Regions from separate parts of the Rattus norvegicus genome. Here region 2 is linked to region 1. A link is a contact called in public Hi-C data. All regions are on one chromosome and are shown on one strand. The core of a region is the stretch at or near the end of the contact, and the rest is flanking DNA. Distances in the headings are between cores, read along the strand shown. Region 1 holds the start of Bmt2 (base methyltransferase of 25S rRNA 2 homolog). Region 2 holds the start of Smim30l1 (small integral membrane protein 30 like 1).

Evidence for each region. Hi-C and Micro-C count contacts between places; a contact is called where the count stands out from the background.
Region 2: a Hi-C map of the A7r5 cell line shows a contact between it and region 1, with 2.1 times the contacts expected there. The contact joins the promoter of Smim30l1 here to the promoter of Bmt2 in region 1. A contact is called at or near these places in 2 of 12 Hi-C or Micro-C datasets (the A7r5 cell line and mammary epithelial cells).

The regions. Positions count from the first base shown.
Region 1 is chr4:42,909,729-42,913,513 of GRCr8, forward strand. Bmt2 (base methyltransferase of 25S rRNA 2 homolog) reads right to left here and starts at 1,818. Exons shown (of 5, transcript NM_001109221.3): 1 at 1,542-1,818. The coding sequence starts at 1,695.
Region 2 is chr4:43,107,277-43,111,061 of GRCr8, forward strand. It overlaps Smim30l1 (small integral membrane protein 30 like 1), which reads right to left and starts at 2,137. Exons shown (of 3, transcript NR_110645.1): 1 at 2,114-2,137; 2 at 1,728-1,821; 3 at 493-1,307.

The DNA.
Region 1 (3,785 bases), core at 568-3,067:
TGTGTTAAGTGGAGCCTATTCGTTTATGAATAAATGAATAATGAATAACAATGAAATTATTACAAAAAGGTTAAGAATAGAATCCGAATTATACACTAGCCATTCTCTTTTAAAAGATGTGCCATAAATTTGTACAAAATGACATGATAAATTGAAGAAAATTGGGTCCACTTATTTCCTCATTTCTTCAAACAACATAAAAACCAATAGAGAATGCCATTATGTAAGTGCATTTTGTGACTATCAAGAATGATGCAACTGTTGCTATGGTAACCACTCATTTTATTGAATTGCGGTTGGGAATTAAAGTATTTTCAATAAAAAAAATTCAATACCTTAATATGCTTGCCAAGGCTTTTCTACTGGTACCTATCAAACAATAGCTATTAGCCATCTTTGGGGATATCAAATGGTCTCTATTAAAAGCCAGCTAAGTTGTCAAGGAAAGAAACTTTGAATGGTGTTAAAAATAAAACACATCAACGACACTCAAAGGAAGATAGACTTGACTGAACTTTCAGAGTAATTGAAAAGTGTACGTAACTGAAAAGTGACATGATCTCACAAGTCTTTGTTCCTTCACTGTCATAATTTTTCTTTTAATCTAAATTATTAACTAGTTAAAAGACTGACATTAGAACCCTGCTGAGTTTTCATTTTGCAACTAAGCTAAAGAAAAATCCACTGAAAGTAGCCCATTTTAACACTCAGCAGAATTTTTTTCCCCTGAACATATGAAGAAAAATGCAAAGTATCACCTTCCAAGTCTTATAAAGTTGCTTTGTTTGTAAGCCCTTCTTCACAAAATGCCAGGATAACTCATAAAATTCAACTATAGACATTGTTCCGGCAAATGCGCAAGACAGAAAAGCTGCCTCCATGAAGGAGGGGGCTGTACCTATGGCCAGCTTCAATGGCATCCGTGTCTTTCAGAGTCACTGTGGTTAGAGATAATTCAAAACTGTACAGTATTTTAAGAACCTGTCCCCGATCTCTTCCTGGACTACCTCCATAAACTTGAAGATGGAGCTGCGGTGGAGGGAAGCTACCTGCCACCCTTTCTTCCCCGTAAAACACGGTGAAGCACCTTGAGATCTTCTGCTGGGCCTGCTGACTTCGCAGCCCTGGACGCCCAGGCAGGGGAGGCCTCAGCACGGCCTTGCCAGGGAGCGAAGAGGAAGAGGGGCTGTTGCCAAGCCGGCTGAACAACAGGCTGGTCCAGCGCAGAAGAGTGAGGGGCAGCTTCGCTCCTGCCAGTCTCTCTCCTTCGTGGATTTTTTCCCCTGTCTTCGGGTCTTACCTGAAAGCCCCTCCCTCCCTCTGAGTGTGTGCTCGATGACAGTGGTCTCAGCCCACCGCTGGGGACAGGGCCTAGGCGGGTGGCGACTGCCCATTAGGGCTCCGGGAGCCGATAGCCCGTGGCCGGCTGGTCGCGGCCTGGGCAGACGTGCCGCCCCCGTGTATGTCAATGGTGGCCTGTGAGGCTAGAAAGAGCTGACCCAGCCGGGGGACCCGCCTCCCCTCCCCCGCTGCCTGTTTACCTTCGCGGTATTTCTTGCGGAGCCGCCGGTGGACGCTCTTCACCACCCCGGACAGCTTCTCCTGCTCCAGCTTCCGCTCCTGCTCCCGGGGCTGCGCGGCGTTCGGGGGCCGCTGTCCGCGCGCTGCGCCTCGGCCACCCGGCCCCGGCTCCATAGCGCTGCCGCCGCTGCCGCCGCCCCTCGGGCCCCGCGGTCTCTCCCCGGACGGAGGAGGTGGGGAAGGAGGAGGCAGCAGCAGAGGCAGCAGCCGGAGGAGGCCGAGGAGCCACAGCTAAGGCCTCGGGGGCGGTGTCTTCTCAAGAGCGCAAGGTGATTGGTGAACTTCGGAGGGCTGGGTGGAAATGGAAAGGGACAACGACCAATGGGCAAAGGGCAGCGGCGGAGCGCCGGGTTGTTTGGGAAGGAGCAGCTGAAGGAGGCGGAGAAAGCACTGGGCTCCTTGCCAGGCCACGCCCCGGATGCTGTGCGGAGGAGCCCGGGCTGCCTAGGGGAGGAGGCCTATGGTGTGGGGTGCGCTTGCGCCCCAGAGTTTTTTTGCCTAGTTGAGCTTCATTGTACGGTCCAGCTTTGGCACGTCTCCCAACTTCCCAAGCCGCTGTGAGTTTTGGTATGATGCCGCCAGAAGACGCAATCTACCTGAGTTCCCGCTGCACCCTGTTGCACCTATGAAAATTCCCTTCTACTAGATACCCTTTGAAAACTTGACTGCTGCGCTGGGTTTTACTTTTCAAGGAGTCCAAACTTGCAAGCCTTCTTTGGGGTCAAGGAGAGGTCAAACTACCAAATCCAGATGTAATTCTCTTAGCTAACCGTGGTTAATGCCTGGCATACTGCTGCTGGACTAAAGACAACGAATTGGGGGAAAGAAAGATCCTAAAAAATAATAGGAGATGTGGGACAATCAAGTTATAAACACAGAAAGGCCATGTTGTCTTCCCGTAAAACTTCTGTATTCACCATAACAATGGGTTACTGGAAAACCTACACTGATTGTAGATCATCTCAGAACCCACAAAAAAGTCTGCTCAGGTGGCCTCTCATTGTTTTAGACAGTACACTGGTGGATGCAGAATTTAGTAAATGCCTCTCCTTTTCTACCTCCTTTCATATGTGCACAAAACTATTAAGGGGATGTGATTGCTGACTTCTTTAAGAAAAGTGGAAGCCCGTTCTCCAAAAAGAGGCTGCTTCCGCTCTGTGCTGGTACCTAGGCTGCTGGAAATGCAGCAGGCAGAGCGGGTAATGAATTGTAGCTGATTGTGCACTACCTCCACTTTACAGCTGTTGGTTACATTACATAGTATAGACATTGTTGCATTTAAACTTTCAAACTTTGTAATCTTAGTAACATTCTCTTTATGCTACTGTGAGGTCCAATGGAAACTCTGTTTCCCCAAATTCTGTTGGTTAGACAAAAAGACACAATCCTCAGGAACTGGTGAAGCTGATTCCCTTCTGCAAAACGAAACCATTTCTTTTACCCTCTGCAGATGTAAAATTGTTATCTGTGGTGTATCCCAAAGTGCATGTTGGCCTCCAGGCTTCATCAGCATCACAAATACCTGTTACACATTTTAGTGTCCATGGCTCTTCTCTGCTGTTCTCACCCCACCACCAAACTTTCTCCAGCTCAGGAGCTCAGCTCCTTATAACCCTGGTAGTTCATCAATGCTCTTGGTCTTCTCTTTTGCCTTCTCTTGGTTTTCCTTTCACCTCCTGCCCCACTTCTCTTACTCTCTACTCTGCTCCTGCTTCTCTCTTGGTCAGGTATAGTTTGCTGTTAATTCTTAATCTACTACTTTGTCTCTGCTCTGGATTCTTACAGAAGCCTCTGCCTGTTCTCTCCTTCATATCTACAATACAAACCTTCCTCTCAACCATGGAGTGGAGTGGTCATGAAGTGTTTATACAGTAACGATTTCATGTTACTTCCTAGGTTAAGATGATCCTGACCAACAAAGCATTATACATACTTTCCAGATCACAGGAGCAGAAATATTATATTGATGAAGTGGCTCAAACACAGACAGAAATAAACAAACTTCAGAAGAACAATTGCAATCATGAAGTGAAATTATGAGAAATAGCAAGGAACCAGGGAGGGGGAGTATTGTAGCCTCACATGGGGAAATTTAATTTAGGAAGAAAAGAGAACTTGGATTCTTTAGCTTTTCTTCTTTTTCCACATATTAAAAGCAAATTAAATTGAAAATATTTGAAAGCTACATGGCAATTTATAGTAAA
Region 2 (3,785 bases), core at 887-3,386, 200 kb after region 1:
GTCCCACTTTCTCTACTCTTCTGCAATACGGACAGCAACTTAGGAATTAAGGGCCTGAAGTAATTCTTGTGTACTAACAATTTGAGTACTTTTTCTTCCAACTATAACGTTCAAAATACAAATTCTAACGAAAATATTTGTCCAGGGCCCAACAATGTGAACTAAAACCCTCTGTAATCTACTGGTATGGGAACTCTTTGAATTACTAGGGCAAGGAGGGTATACAACAAACGCTGGTATATAAATCAAAGAAGGACAATACATTTCCTTTCATATTTGTGGATTTTCTAACAGCAGTCTCTTCTATCTCATAGATACCCATTTCGCACCCATTGTGATCCTTGAAGGTAACATAACCAGCCCCTCTTCACTCAGATTAGAAATAATTAGCTCGCATCTGGATACAAGCAGGCCAAAACAATAGGTGAACTGACAGTATAATGGCTATGTATCTGAAAAAAAAAAACATCCCACAAAGGAGAAGGCACTCAATTAATGTATAGTTATTTTTTTAACAAATATTTTCACCATTTTAGTATTAGATACATTTAATACATTTTTATTAAACTTTTCCTCAGAGTTAAAAGTTTCAATTTTTGGCTATTAAGATCTAAGTACAACTATGTTAAAAACAGAAGCATTAAAAAGAAAACAGTAACAACAAAAAAACAAATCCAAAACCCAATCCAACCCCCCAAATGAAAGAGAGAACCCCCAGAATGCAAGAGGCAGTGATTATAATAACGATGTAGATTTACTAGATTCTGAACAAACACTTTCAAAGTATGAGATAATACTTTTGCAAACTTAAGCCCTCTCGCTTTGGCCACCTCCCAAGCAGCAAATACAAATTATGGGCCACATTATTACTGCACTCTTTGTTGTTAAGAGCCTCTCCCCCCACCCCATCTGCTCCCATCATAGGAGAAACAAGTATGAACAGGAAAGCATTCTCTTAACTGAGGGTGTTAACCCTCAGCTAACTGTAATCCTCTTTCTGAGGACAGGTGAGAGCAAATCTTGGGTTCGGCCTCAACAGCACAAGGGTTTTCAGCACAATGGTCAGGGTGAAGTCTAATTCAGAAGAGTCCTTCAAAGTCATATCTGTCCATTTCGCTTTCTTGCATATATCCCCAAGCAAGCACAGATGCCTGTAACACTGAGAACCACACCTAATAAGAGTGCAATCGCATCTCCAGCTTCGACTGCTTCAACGCCAGGCAGGATCAAAAGCAGCGAAGTAAGGACTAAGATCAGTTGTGTTGGAACTGAATTCATGATGTTAGGATCTGGAGGGCTGAACCTGCCTAGAAATTAAACACGGAACAAAAGAAACTGTTAAAAAAAAGCCTGACTTTTTTGAATGACAATATAAATAGACAACAGTCTTTTAGACTGGAGTTTGTGAATCATTTCAGATGTCAGTTCAAGATGACAAAACTAAAGACAGTCATTTTAGGTTAATCTCATGACAACACCCTCAAACCGGCAATTCCGATAGGAATTCCAACAGTATATGCATTGACCAAACTGAAACTGGACAGCTGTACAGCATTAGAAAAGAGAGGGAAAAATTCACAAGATACTTGCAAACTTAAAATACCCTAACAAGTAAAAGTCACATTTTCTTAGCATGCCTCCTATCTAGAAAATGCAGCTAAATCTGGCAAAAGTCAAACAACACAACACGTGACTCTGTGAAGTTGAAAGGAATTAATAAGACTTACCAAAAACAATGGTATATGTAAAATTCTATCCAACGTGAAATATTCTCTTTGGAACTTCCGGATGCTGAGGCTAAGAGGTTACTCGTGACACAGCCTATTTTAAAGAGGAAGCTAGAGTCAATAAGGAAAGAAATGCAAGGACGGAAATTGGTAACGAGTACAGAAAATACTCCCTAACAGTTCGTTCAAAAAGAGACTACTAGATTTAAAGTTAGTTATCACACACAGATAGCTAAACGAAACCAAGCCGAGAAGCAAATTCATCCCGAGATCTGACATAAAGATCGGGAGTTCCTTCGCTCTGGGAGGGTGCAAATTTGTTGCGTTCTGCAACTGCACTCGGAGAATCAGTCCTGGAATCCCGGGGAGCGGAGTTTGTGCCTTACCTGACTGAAAGCAGCCATTACAGGAATGGAGAGCAGGGCGGTGTCGCCAGACTACATTTCCCACAAGCCCCGCCGCCTACTCCCGTCATGCACAGCGCGCTCTCGGATCCTTGGCTGAGGGGCAGCTCTGCTGCTAGTTATTTCTCAACTTTGCCCTCTGGTTTACTGTTAAAGAGTGGTTGAGTGTCCAAGAAAAGGTTTAGTTAATCCGTGGTAAGACGAATGAAACAACAACACGTGTTTTCTGCCCTGTTAAGGATTTCTGGACGCATAAATATGTCTTGTTAGTACTCTGAAATGAGGAAATAACTGCAGGAGAGGGTAACTAAGTGGAGCCATCTGTTTGGGATGGTTTCAAACCTGGGGCCTTCCAACATTTCTGCAGCAGAAAAATTATATTCCAAGTGTGCCTAATGACATTTGCTAATTTTTAAAAACCAATGGGGAAAATAAGCACATTTAGTCAGAAAGTTTGGAAAATATTGAATCATTTGTGGTGCAAAGCAGGTTTAGAAAATATGGTTTCGGTCCTATAACCAGATCTTTTCTGATTCAAATTCCTGTCTTTCTCAGAATGTTCATTCTCCACAGCCTCCCAATATTTTAAGATGTCAAATTAGTACTCTAAACCATTATAAAAAGTATTCACTTGCATCTGTAAGCATTAACTATGAAACATTCTTAAAATCTTGTTATCTGGGATATCCATTTAGATATCCGGATATCTAAATCTTACTTCTGGCCTGATCATTTTCATACTTACTGACAATTTGTCATCTTCTCATTGTGAGTTACTCATGGTGATGAGTGAGAGGTGACTGAACTTGTACAGATAAAAATCATGCGGATAGTGAGGGCACTTTCAGTTCAGTGAAGATCACCAGCATGTATTCTTGTGTTGTTGGTTCTCCTTTAAACAGAATTATATCTCTCTGACAGCGAAGATTTATACTTCTGGTTCCCAAAGTACATTTGGCAGTAACTTTAGCCAATAATAACAATAATTTGATGAAATAAATGTGCCAAGATTTTACAGGAGATCCAGATGTGGCAAACACATTAAAGCAAGGTGTGTCTGATAGATTGACAGTGTTGTTTTTCTAAAGTTAATTATTTTAACAAATCATTCTAATTACATTTGTCTTATGTTGCTTTTGGCTTTGTATCTTTCCTATCAATTAGCTTTGGAATAGGACCTATTGCTATTAAAGGCTTCCAATTCCTCCTAAATTCCAATGTTTTCATTTGGGAGACTTTATTTTTTTTTCTTATGTATTTATTTCACTAGTGGAAGTCTGCAGACTAAAGTTGGGCTTGTACACACTTGTTGTGTACCTGAGTCTGTAAAGTTTCTTGATTAAGTTTTATAATTTCCAGAGTCTATGCATGGTAAACATGCTCATCTTTTAAAAAAAATAATAGTTAGAAATTAAGTAATGACTTGGTCTACCTGTAAAAGCATGGTGCAAATTTATGTAGGGATATTTTGGGCTCAAATATAGTTTTAAACTAAAGTTGCTTTTATTTTGCTAATTAGGTCCTATCCCTATTGGAAAATTAAGGCAAAGTTTTTGATACCTTATTTCAGGTTAGAGGCCATTATAATTTTGCTTTTGCTTCTTTGCATTCCAACTAGTCTGTTTTTTTTTTTTAGTGGTAATTCACTCTTTCC